2 separate regions of the Mus musculus genome follow, and region 2 is linked to region 1. A link is a contact called in public Hi-C data. All regions are on one chromosome and are shown on one strand. Each heading gives the region's core, a stretch centred on a gene start, on an enhancer-like site or on the middle of the called end of the contact. The rest is flanking DNA. Distances are from core to core; before and after follow the strand shown.

Region 1 (5,748 bases), core at 426-2,925:
GCCAGGCCATCCAAGCTGTGAAGGACAGAGGAAGCTCCACAGTTTGGTGTCAGATTCTCACAGAGGTCATGGTCACATCCGGTCACCAAGATTCCTGCCCCAGGGCTTCAGCCTGGGTTCAAGCTCCTCCTTTGGAGTCCATCTGAGCTCATTTAATTTCCACTTGGCCCGAGGGAGCAGAGCCTGACGTAAATTCTAATACCTCAAGTAGAGAGACAGTGACTCAGGGCTTTAGCTCACAGACTGAGGCATCCGTGTCCAAAGCCATGGACTTTGGAATTCCACGAGATTCAAACAAGGTTTGAACCCTTTGAACCACGGCTTTTTAACAAGACATTGGTGCAGATGGTGGCCCCAAGGAAATGACTCAGTGGGTAAGGTCACTTGCTGTACAACCATGAAGACGGAGTTTGAATCCCCAGCATCCACTTGAGCTCTCAAGGGGACAGTTAAGGATGTCTGGGGAGAATGAGGAGGGCTTGCTGGAACAAAGGCTGGGCCTGGGGTCTTGAGTCATATCCCTTTCCTCTTCCATGCCCAGCCTTTGTTTCCTGTCAGAGCTGGGCCCATTGTCTACTGTGGGTTCTTCTTCCTGTTCCTTTGTGGACACCTGATTCTACACCATTGGATCTCACAGCTCAGTTGAATTCATGCCAATAGCTCTATCTTTTAAGTCACTCTTGAAAATACTTTGAATCCAGAAATCCAGCACTGCAGTTGCTCAACAGAGAACTGAGAAGTTGGTTATTGTGTCAGTCACTGGGGGATCTGTATGTACCCCAGGTCTCTGAGTCCCAGACAGAGGTTCCAACCCTCTGAGAAGTTTCTAGTCTCGACCTTCTCGACTGAATCCCCAGACTAAGCAAACTGCTCCCCTAAACCCGTGGTTCAGCATGGAGGATCAGGGTTGCCTGAAACTCTGGTTCTGAGAGTGGAGTACACCTCGAGGCTGCCAGCCCCAAAGTCCCATCTGTGTGGTGTGGAAGCACATGCCAGCCTGGTGAACTGACATTATGTTCTGTTCCCCAGACCCCTGCCAGAACCATCATTGCAAACATGGCAAGGTGTGTGAGCTGGACGAGAGCAACACCCCCATGTGTGTGTGCCAGGACCCCACCAGCTGCCCTGCTCCCATTGGCGAGTTTGAGAAGGTAAGAGCTGGGGCCTGGGCCCAGCAAAGCACAATGTTTGTTAAGAAATCTCCGGACACGGCAAGGCTGGAGAGATGGCTCAGTTGTTAAGAGCACTGGCTGCTCTTCCAGAGGTCCTGAGTTCAAATCCCAGCAACCACATGATGGCTCACAACTATCTGTAATGGGATCCGATGCCCTCTTCTGGTGTGTCTGCAGACAGCTACAGAAATCTCCAGACATGAGGGAGAAGCTCCATTCTTAGAAGGTCCCCTCCCTGGAACCAGTCACAACAGGAAAGTGGAGCTGAGTCACAGGCAAGAGCCTGCCTGGCCCCACCCTTCTAGCCGCCATTGAGAATTTAAAAAAGAGTTTACTTCTACCACCAGGTTCCAGGCTCTGTGTTGAACATGATCACTGAGTGCCTCATAATCTCAGGAGGAATGCACTCCAGTTCATACTTTTTTTTTACACTTTATTTATTTTGTATGAGTGTGTGTGTGGCATGCATGCATGTGGACGTCAGAGGACTTGCTTGGTTGGTTCTCTCTTTCCACCATGAGGAGACCAGGATTCCAACTCAGGTCAGCTGGTTTGGTGACAGGCACCTTCACCTGTTAAGCCATCTCACTAGTCCTTCAATACCTTGGTAGTTAGCAAAGCTTTGGGCCCACATGGGGCTTTGGGGTCTGCTTGAAGACTGACTAGCAACCTCATCTCCATCACTTGAGAGCTGTGAGATTTTAGTTAAAGCACTGAGTGTCTCCAAGTCTTAGTCCCTCACAACCAAAGATGGAGAGAGAATCCTGAACTCATAGTGCTGCTATGCCATTTGTTAGAGGATGCCAGGTGTGTGACATGGACCTAGCGTTATTTCTCAAATGTCTCCATTCTATCTCCAACATGTGTGCACCTACCATACATTCATCCACCCATCCATATTTTCAGCATGCACCTGTTCTATGAATTCATCTACCCACACAACCATAAATCCACCCATGAATCTATCTGCCACTTAGCTATCCATCAATTCAACCATCCACCCACCCACCCATCTGCCTCTCTACCCATCCACTCATTCATCTGTTCACTCATTCATCTATCCATCCACCCACCCATTTAACCAACCATCTTCTCACCTCACTCATCCATCCATCCATTCATCTACTCACCCACCCACATAGTCACCCACTTATCCATCCACTCACCCACCCACCCACCCACTCATCCATCATCCATCCACCCACCCACCCATCCATCCACATACTCATCTATCTATCCACTTAAATATTTTTCGAATACTCACCTGTGCCAACCATTGTGCTGTCCACCATCTGGCTTAGGGCAACAAATCTCTTTCTAGTTCTTTCAATCTAGTTGTGCATTTCTCTTTTCTTCCTTTTTCTGTCTCTGTAGACCAAGTTGGCCTTGGACTGAAAGATCTGCCTGCCTCTGCTTCCCAAGTGCTGGGATTAAAGGCATATGCCACTACTACCCAGCCCACATTTTTCAATATCTCCCCAAGACAACCCTTGCCTCTGGGCTTTACATATTAGCTTCACTTTTAACTCTTATCTCTTCTTCCCCATTCCACTGCTCTTTGATGCTGCGGTCTCCCCTGCATCAATGTGTAAGACTCCACACTTGCAGGTCAGGTCCTTCCCCGATCAAAGGCTGCTCCTACCTGTACTCCTGATCCCAGTTAACCCCCAGCCTCTCTGTTTTGCTCTTCTATGACTGAGGTTTTCCAGCAGGACTCAATGAGTCAATTGGTCCAGCTGCGTTTCACCCAAGTCCATATTCTGGATAGTCACATAGCAGGGGAAGCAGGGAGAGGCTGAAACATCCAGGAGAGTCTTCCTCTAGGAGAATTCCACAGGGGTCTTTCATCCCAGCTCCAAACATGGGGCGGTGATATTTCTGCTTAGAGGAACCCTCTGGAGTTAGGTACTATATGGTACCTTTTACCTGCTGAGCTATCTTATTGGCCTTTCAGTTATATTTGGGCAAACCCTGGTGGTTCAGGCCTATCACCCTTGGTACAGAAAGGTTGGAGTAAGAGGAAAGTTGAAAGTTCAGGGCTTGGCTCTGCTGCACAGCGTGTTTAAGGTTAGCCTGGCCAATAGAGTGAGAGTGTTCTAAAATAAAATAGTAAAGGAATAAGGATTTTGATCATCAATAGAACACCTACCTACCTAGCACACACAAAGCTATTTAGCTTTGGCACTGCAAAAATGTCTTCACCAGGGACTGATGCTATAGCTGCTTTCTGCTGAGTGTGGAGCACTTCCAGACTCCCACTAGGGACATGGGTACTCTGCCTACAGCATCCTCTGCAAGCAGCCCATGATCAGTGAGCGTCCTTGTCAACTAGGGAACTGTCATCAGCATCAAGCCAGAGCCAACTTATGCTGCATTCTTCCTTCCTTTCCTTCCTCCTTCCCCTCTTCCTTCCTTATTTCTCTTTCTTCCCCTTCCTTCATTTATGTGTGTATGTGCCCACATGTGTGTATGTCATAAGTTTGGAGGCAGGGTTTTTTGTTTTGTTTTGTTTTTTGTTGTTGTTGGGTTTTTCTTCTTGTTGTTGTTGTTTTTGTTTTGTTTTGTTTTGTTTTTATGAGACAGGGCTTCTCTGTGCTACCCTGGCTGGCCTAGAACTTGCTTTGTAGACCAGGATGGGCTTGAAGTCACAGAGATCCACCTGCCTCTGCCTCTTGAGGGCTGGGATCAAAGGTGTGTGCCACCATGCCTAGCTTGAGTGTCCTCACTGTCTGAGCCATCCCACCTGCCCCACTGTGTGTTTCAGAAGGATAATGGCTCCTGGCATGCTGTGTACTTTTTTCCATGTACAGGTGTCTTTTCCCCTGTCTCTCACTGTTCTTGAAGTAACTTTTGTGCCTTAGCCCTGACTCAGATGTGCCTTTGCTCCAAAATCACCCATGACCTCCTATGGTGGAACAGCAGCATGTAGAGTGGGCTTTTGTGCCCCAATCTCTAATCCACCATATGTGTGAGAACTTGGCTGTTCTCACTGTTTGTGTTCCCTTGTCCCCACATCTGAAATGGCAATGACAGGGATCCCAGGTCAGGCTGTGGGAATGAAGGAGGTGCCCTGTGCTTGGCTCACAGGTATGCAGCAATGACAACAAGACCTTCGACTCTTCCTGCCACTTCTTTGCCACCAAGTGCACCCTGGAGGGCACCAAGAAGGGCCACAAGCTCCACCTGGACTACATCGGACCATGCAAATGTGAGTGTCCTCATGCCTTCCAGCCTCCTTCTCAGGGAGATGGTTCTGTGCCCCACAGTGCCAGCTCTGTGATCCTGGGTAAATCCCATCCCTTCCATGAGCCTCAGTGAACCCATTCATAAAATTAATTCAGGCTTTCTTCTCTCTTGGGAAGTCTTAGCCATCATGGAAGCACATTTCAGAGAAGATTGCAAGAGCCTACCACTAGCATCAAGACAACCAAACCATCTTCCTTCCTTTCTTTCTTCTTTTTCTGATGAGGATGCTCCTTCATAAGGCTAACTCAAATGATTCATACTTCAGCACTGTAGAACAAAATCAGTGTGTGACCGGGGCCTGCAGAATATTTTTAATATTTTGAATTAGAATGCTTTTCAAATAGGGACATTGATGTGGTTATACAAAGATGAAGAGAGGAGGGATGGATACGTTCTATGGATGTGTAGTCAGGTGTGCGGGAAGGGGGTGCCTCAGTGGGGCCCATGCTGAGGCATCCCTTTCCCCCGAGGGACCAGCCACACGGCAATATAGTATAGAATAGAGTTTATTCAGGGAATGGGGAGGGGAGTTGAGAGGGTAGTAGAGGCAGACAAAGGGAGAGAGAGAGACAGAGAGACAGAGACAGAGACAGAGAGAGACAGAGAGAGAGGAGTAGAGGCCAGCCATGAGCATGTTGGGGGGGGGGGATGGGGAGAGAGTAAGAGCAAGAAGGCAAGAGCAAAAGATAAAGAGAGGGAGGAGGGGGCAAGTAGCCCCTTTTATAGTGGGTCCCTACCTGGCTGTTGCCAGGTAACTGTGGGGCGGAGCTTAGACAGAATGCTAACAGACATTTCTGGAGCTCAGGAGATGACTCACTAGGCAAAGTACTTGTGTAAAAAGGCTAGGTGTGGTAGCACACACTTGTAGCCCCAGTGCTGCGGAGGTGGAGCCTGGGACATTCCTGGGGCTCACTGGCAAGTCATTCTAGCCTGATCTGTGAGCACCAGGCCAACAAAAGAGCATGTCTCAAAAAATAAGTTGGGTGACCCTTGAGGGGTGATATCTGTGATTGACCTCTGGCCTCCACACATGTGTGTATGCACACATGACTGTGAGCGCGTGCGCACACACACACACACACACACACACACACACACACACTATATACATATATATATATATATATATATACACATATGTATACATGTATATACATATGTGTGTGTATGTATATATATATATGTATATATATATATATATATATATATACACATATGTATACATGTATATACATATGTGTGTGTATGTATATATATATATATATATATATATATATATCTCCAAAATAAATGGATAAATAAAATTAAACACTGGGGGTATACCTGCCAT
Region 2 (6,447 bases), core at 2,284-4,783, 100 kb before region 1:
TGGAGGATTCCTTACTTGTGATCCTGAAGATCGGGGGAATCCTTGTGGCAGAAACCTTTGGCTGGAGTGAAGGGTTAGGATGGAACTACCTTTCCTGAGGCTTTTCAACGGCTAGACTTCCTTTTACATCCACTCAGGAGGAAGAACAACGAAAGGCGCCGGAGTCCGAGATACGCATCGTCTTCTCTAAGGGCTGAATTTGAAACTGAGCAGGGTGAGACGTGGTGCCCCTGTGAATAATTCAGGCGGAGATGCAGTGACAATAGGCAGCAATGGTGCTGAGAGCATCTCAGGGACAACTCAGGGGGGTCTGGGCACAGCACTGAGCTCAAATGCTGAAGACTAGGTCCTTGTCAACCATTTACTACTGATGGTCTCACCCACCGGTTAAGCAGTTAAATGGTTTATTCCCAGCTACTCAGCTACTTGTCCCAAGCAGGTGTTTGAGAGGGGAAGAAAAAGTCTTCCGATAAGAGCTGCCTGGGATTGAAATACTGACCAATGGTCCAGTAAAGAAGGGATGTCCAGTAACTCTTCACTTTCACCCCAGATTTAGAAAAGGAAGAGGGAAAGGGATTACAAAAGAAAGCATCTAGACAGCCTGCTCCCCCTTACCACAAAACAAAAACCCCCAAAACTGCACCCCAAAGCCAGGGTGTTGACAAAACAGGCCCACAAACCATAGATGTAGGAACATGTTAGCTTCTGTCCTGAGAGCCCCCAGACCACCCCTTCTGTGTAGGAAGGGCAGTTTCATTCTAACTGGATTCTAGTGAAGACCAAGCCTGGCTCAGTGGGCCTCCAAAGGAAAAATACATACTTGCCTTTGAACGTTTCGGTCTGGACAAAGCAACTTGGCCTTAGTGGGCCAGAGAATTCTCTAATATTATCGTACGCCACAGCCAAGACTAAATTATAGCTACATATGACATTATAAGCAGAAAGTATTCCCAATTTCCCTATGACTTTCTTTTAACCTCCCCTGCATGTGCTATGCTAAGCCTGGAAGTGGTATACTATGAAAGCTGAGCATCCAAATAAAACAACGTAGGAGACAGTGACTGAAGCTCTGAAGTGGTTCCTAGCATGGGAGATGGAGGATGCCACAGAGAGGGAAAGAAGTAGGCTGTGGTGTGTCGGAAACCCAAGCTGAGCAGTCACATAAGGAACAAGTGACGTTCTGATAGCCTGGACAGGGCAGTATCAGGCAGACTGAGCAAGAGCTGAGATCTGGAGATAAAGTGAAGGGACTCCTGTAAGCATTGCTTGTTCTCGCAGGTGAAGGGTAACATGTGGAAGACAGGTTAGGAGAGGTGGTCTGTGGTTACCGGAACCACTTATAGGACACGCCGCAGATCAGGTCTCACTAGACGTTTGGCAGAGTAAGACGCTTCCATCACCTTTCTGACTTCCGATGTCCCCAGTCTGCTCAGCACCTTCTGTACTTCTCATGGGAGAACCCACTTTTCCTTCATCTTAGACGCCTATAAAGCTTGGCAACTCACATCTTAAAGGGCATCAATTCATCCCATGAAGTGCCGAGAGCTTAAGAGCATGGGATTCGGGCTTCTTTACATGTGTTGTGGTGTGTGAGATGTAAGTGTGTGTGATGTATGTATGTGTGTGCATGTGTGTGCATAGAGGTGAGAGGTAGCTATATCCAGCTTTTACACGGGTCTGGGAATCCAAACTCGGGCCCTCAGGCTCCTGCAGCAAGCACTTTACTGACTGAGCCCTGAAAGTTGTGATTCTGCAAAGGGCAGGGCATGAACCATGACTGGGAAAGTTCTTCCTGGAGCAGTTAGCTGATGGAGTGTATGATGCATACAGTGAAGACCTGGGCTTCTTTCTGTTTTCCCCCTGTGATGCTGGAGATTAAAACTGTGACCCTTGGCATGCAAGGCTACCACCGAACCATATCCCTAGCAGTATAATGAAGGTGTTTCTATAGCCGAATTTGTTTCCAGACATCACCTTTTTGTTGATCTAACTGAAAGGCAGACCTGGAGGAAAAAAAGTCTAGGATGTTTTCTTCATTCTTAGCAAAACCACTCCCCAACCTAGAGACAATTTATTCCAACCACAAAATCAGAAGAAGAAAAAAAATAACATGGAGGAAAAGACACAGACAGGAGCCAGATGCTGCCACACCACACAGGTGCACATGTGCACGCCAAAGGCAGATTCCCTCCCCCTGCCCCGCCCCTCTGGAACTTGCCTTCCTTCCTGTGACAAATTTAGGAGGAGTATTTTGGCAGAGTGGTTCATAGTATCTCCCTTCATAAAAGATTGTTCCCGACCAAGTCTTAGCTTGAAAGTGCATCAGGGAGGAGGGCCTCACAAAAGCTGCTAGACACGTTAATGCTCTCTATGTTGGATGCATCTCTACCTCATGTTAAAAGACACCGTGCCCTCAGCACGCCAGTTTAGCCAGAAGAGCATCAATGAAGGGGGAATGTTGGATGAAATAAATTGCACAGCATTTCAGACCCATCCAATCTCATGAACTCATGATTTCATCATCCAATGCTGGAGCTATGATAATAATATCACCACTAACAAGTTAAAATGAGACAAATGAGCTGGACTCCGAGGTGGCTCATCTCGCTTCCTTCTCCTACTGAACCCACATACAATGCCTACTACATGCTGACACGAATACTCACAACAACAAAGGGGTAAGGGTCATGCCCTCTTCTCTTTTAAGTAAACAGAGTTCTGCTTATAAAAGATTGGCACAGCAGAGACCTCAGTGCCCTCAAAGAAAAATTTGAATAACTGCACAGAATATTTGTCTTCAGTTGCCATAGGCTTGGAATAGACAGAGTGAATCCCAAAGTGACCAGGACAGCCAGTTGTGTGGTGCATGCCTGTAACCCCAGCACATGGAGGCTGAGGCAGAAAGATCTAAGCCCAAGCTACAGAGTAAGTTCCAGACTAGCCTGAGCTGAATAGTGGGATCCTGTCTCAAAAACCAAGTGGTCAAAACAAAATACTTTGAGGCCCTCTTGTGGGTGTCAGGATAAACGTCATTATAGCCCTGTTGGGGTCCATGCAAGTAAGTACTTGACTGTGCTATCCAAAGAGGATAGCATTAATAAAAATGAAGTGACTCTTCAAACAAGACATGGGGCTTCCAAACCAGATCAGACTGGCTTTCAATATGCCCGGGTGGTCAAGAGCAATGCTGGGTTTACCTTGTTCATCTCAGACTTGGTCAGTTCCCGCTCCTCATCTGGACTACAGCTGCATTCACTAGCTTGAGATAGGCTAGTGTGGACCTGGGAGTCACCTCCAAAGGGCATATGCCCTTTGTTGTCTGTCACTAGTTCATCCAGCTAGGTATTTGCACAGAGCTAACCTGTCTTAAAAGTTCTCTGGCTTGGGATTTTAGACAGAATAAACTCCAGATGAATCTTTGGGTAACTTTACATTTCCTTTTTCCCTCCCCCAAAAAGCTAGGTTCCAACTGAAATGTGTCACAATACTCAAGGAAGAAAGGTCAGCCCCTTACAAGAGTCAGCGCTGACTCACCAGACATTGGAACCCTAGAACAGAAAGGCGTCATGCCATCCTTCTGATCACAGTGCCAGTGTGGGTGTGGGGTCCATTCGAGGTAAAATGCCTACCTTCACTGTCTAAGTCCAAAGCATACAAGAGCTGTGCTAGGCTAGGCACTGCAGGCTGAGCTGCAAAGGGCATGATCACCCATGATGGGAGAGGTTTCCACAAGCCACATAGACAAAGCAGATTGAAGAGTAGCGAGGGGGCAGGGGAGCAGCTCCAATTGACCTGGAAATTTGGGTCCAACTAACTCTCACGAAGTTCCTCATCCTTTCCCAGAAGAGAATGTGAGCGTGTGTTTTCTATGGAAACTTCTTTGTATATATGTATAAACTAGGTATGGCCTTAAAGCTGCAGTTAAGGATCTGTCTGGCTCCCACCTTAAGCAGCGTGCTAAGCAACCGCTTCCTTAAAGTAATATTTTTACCTCTCATTGGACATTCAACCTTGAAGAAGCAATTCCCTCTGGCCCCTTCTTCTTTTTTTGCATGAAGTCATTAAAGTTATGACAGGGTTTGTTTTGTTATTTTTGCTTTGTTTTGGTTTGGGCTTGTAAAAAAAATCTATTTCTGCAGTTTGAAGATGGAATGTAAAATTTCTGTGCTGTATATAGAAATATATTTATTGAGCCATCCATAGACATATATCCATGCCAATTCTAATGGAAAAAAATTAAAGTTTTTCTGAAATTTTCTGTGGTTAACTCCTAATTGTTAGACGTCGCCAATTTTGTGAGAACTTCTGAAATCTTTCAGGTACCCCCGAGAAAAATCTATGTGCAACGTGAGAAGCCCTTCACTTGAAGAACTTCACATTGAAAAAAGAGAATTCATTTGTTCAGCCATGAATATTTATTGGTAGGTACCATTGTAGGTTAACACAGGCGACTGACTCATTCATAGAACCTGCCACAGGGGGCTTACAGTCTATGGGACTGGTGAGAGAAAACAGTGTGGGAGATACAAGGCCAGAGTTGTTTCCAAAATATTAATCTAAAGATGAAGCAAAGACCAGCAAGATCCTGGAGGTGGGAGGAGTGAAGGGGGAAGTCTGTTGAGGTAGTATGATGATGGGATTTAACTGAACCCTGGATGCAGGGAGGGAGGAAACAGACCACTCTCTTCTAGCATGGTGAAGCTTGAATATTGAGCTTGTGAGAAATCAGTTGTTCTGTGAGGATAATGCCTAAAATGGACTAGGGACAAGCAGGAAGAAAGTCTTAGACCAGGGTCTTCCTCCTCACACATGCCCCCCCCTCTCAAGCCCCAGCCTCCCAAGAACTTCCTGTACTGAAACGTCACAGGATCTGAAACTGATGGACGGCTATCCCCAGTCACTGACTCAACCATCATGGGGACTTCAAAGTGTCATTTCTCAGTTCCTTAAGAAGTCACAACCTAGCCCGGTGGTAATTCCAACTCCAGGCTGAACCATGAGAGAGGCAGAGTCCTCTAGGAAGACCCTGCTTATGACAGGAATACGACAGAGCTACAAACGGACAAACAAAATGAAAGGGGGTGAATCTGTTCACTTACAGTGCTCAACGGGGACAGGTCTTGACAAAACCCAGCATGAGAGAGAGGTGGGGCACACAGGCACATGTGCAAGGAGGAGAAGGCACGTGAAGCTAAGGTCTCAGAACACCCGGGAGTATCATGGGGACTCGTCATTCCACAAGTGTGAGTCAAATGAAAAGGAACAGTGAGTTCGTAATACATACATGGCACATACATAGCCTGGCAACAGGGCATGTTTCCACCCAAAACACTGCCCCTGGGGCAAAAATACCAACGCACAGAATACAGAGTGCCAAAGGACCTCAGAGAAAGTGGCAGTTTTAGGTATTAAAACATCACATTAGCAGCCAAGAGGTGTTGGTGCATGCCTTTAATCCCACCAGGCAGAGACAGGTGGGCCTCTGAGAGTGAGGCCAGCCTTGTCTACAGAGCAAGTTCCAGGACACACAGAAACCTGGTCTCTGGAGAAACTGCTCTGTAAAGTGAGGACCCGAATTCAGTCTGTAGAACACACATGGTGTCACACGGAGGCAGATGGGTGGGTTTCTGGAGCTCACTGACTTAATCACAGCTTAATCAGAGTAACAGGTGAGAAGCCTTATTAAAAAAAAAAAAAATCAAGGTAGAGCCTGGTGTGGTGGCACACGCCTTAAATACCAGCATTTGGCAGGCAGAGGAAGGCAAACCTCTGTGAGTTAAAAAGAGGTTAAGCTACGCAGCAAGTTCCAGAACAGTTAGGAATACACAGTGAGACGTCTCAAAAAAAAAAAAGCAAAAAACCATGGTGGACAGCTCCTGCACACACACAGAACCACCTGTCCCCTTCCCCATAGCTCATAAAATGCAGCTTGCTAAGACAGTAAACTCATCCCCTGAGGGGGGGGGGGCAGCTCTGTAGAGGGCAACTAAGCTCACTAAGCAGGGGTGCTACTATGTTCTGAATGCCACCTGGGTCTTCGGGGGGGCAATTCCACCCTAGGCACTGGACAGGAAATGGGCTCCTTGGCTCAATACCGTAGGTATTGCCCGAGGCCCTGCCTGCTCCTGGAAGCCCTGATTGCTCAACTGCTTCTCACCATCTCTTCCCCTTATTACTGGGTCATAATTCAAGGCAGACATAAAACCTAACTAAGTGGGTTCACTTGTTTTGCTGTATTGTCCTTGAGCCAGGCTTTGTAATCGAGGCTGGTTTTGGATTCAGTCCTCTCACCTTGGTCTCCTGAGCACCAGGACTAAACATTCGCCACAGGCCCTTGTTTCAACTCTCCAGTCCCCACTGCTCCAAGGCGGCAGCTGAGCTGGCAAAGCACAGGAATGCCACCTCCCAGTGACAGCAAATCAAAGTCTTGGTTAAGATTTACTTACT

The links. A called contact is a pair of places that touch in the nucleus more often than the background predicts.
Region 2: a Hi-C map of embryonic fibroblasts shows a contact between it and region 1, with 7 times the contacts expected there. The contact joins two enhancer-like sites. A contact is called at or near these places in 1 of 15 datasets of contacts at CTCF or cohesin (the NIH/3T3 cell line), 5 of 484 Hi-C or Micro-C datasets (B cells, the G1E-ER4 cell line, embryonic fibroblasts and 2 more), 2 of 115 datasets of contacts at active chromatin or transcription factors (embryonic stem cells and extraembryonic endoderm stem cells) and 3 of 9 other capture datasets (adipose tissue, liver and pancreatic islet).

What each region holds. Positions count from the first base shown.
Region 1 is chr11:55,400,583-55,406,330 of GRCm38.p6, reverse strand. It overlaps Sparc (secreted acidic cysteine rich glycoprotein), which reads left to right. Exons shown (of 10, transcript NM_009242.5): 5 at 1,030-1,151; 6 at 4,260-4,380. Among named protein-coding and RNA genes, the nearest start is that of Sparc, 17 kb to the left of the region's middle. Within about 2 kb of position 1,675, at least 34 of the 459 cell types and tissues checked have an H3K27ac peak or open chromatin away from gene starts, as enhancers often do. A contact at or near this core is called in embryonic fibroblasts, where this site is marked.
Region 2 is chr11:55,502,792-55,509,238 of GRCm38.p6, reverse strand. No RefSeq gene overlaps it. Among named protein-coding and RNA genes, the nearest start is that of Mir7652, 4.8 kb to the right of the region's middle. Within about 2 kb of position 3,533, at least 35 of the 459 cell types and tissues checked have an H3K27ac peak or open chromatin away from gene starts, as enhancers often do. A contact at or near this core is called in embryonic fibroblasts, where this site is marked.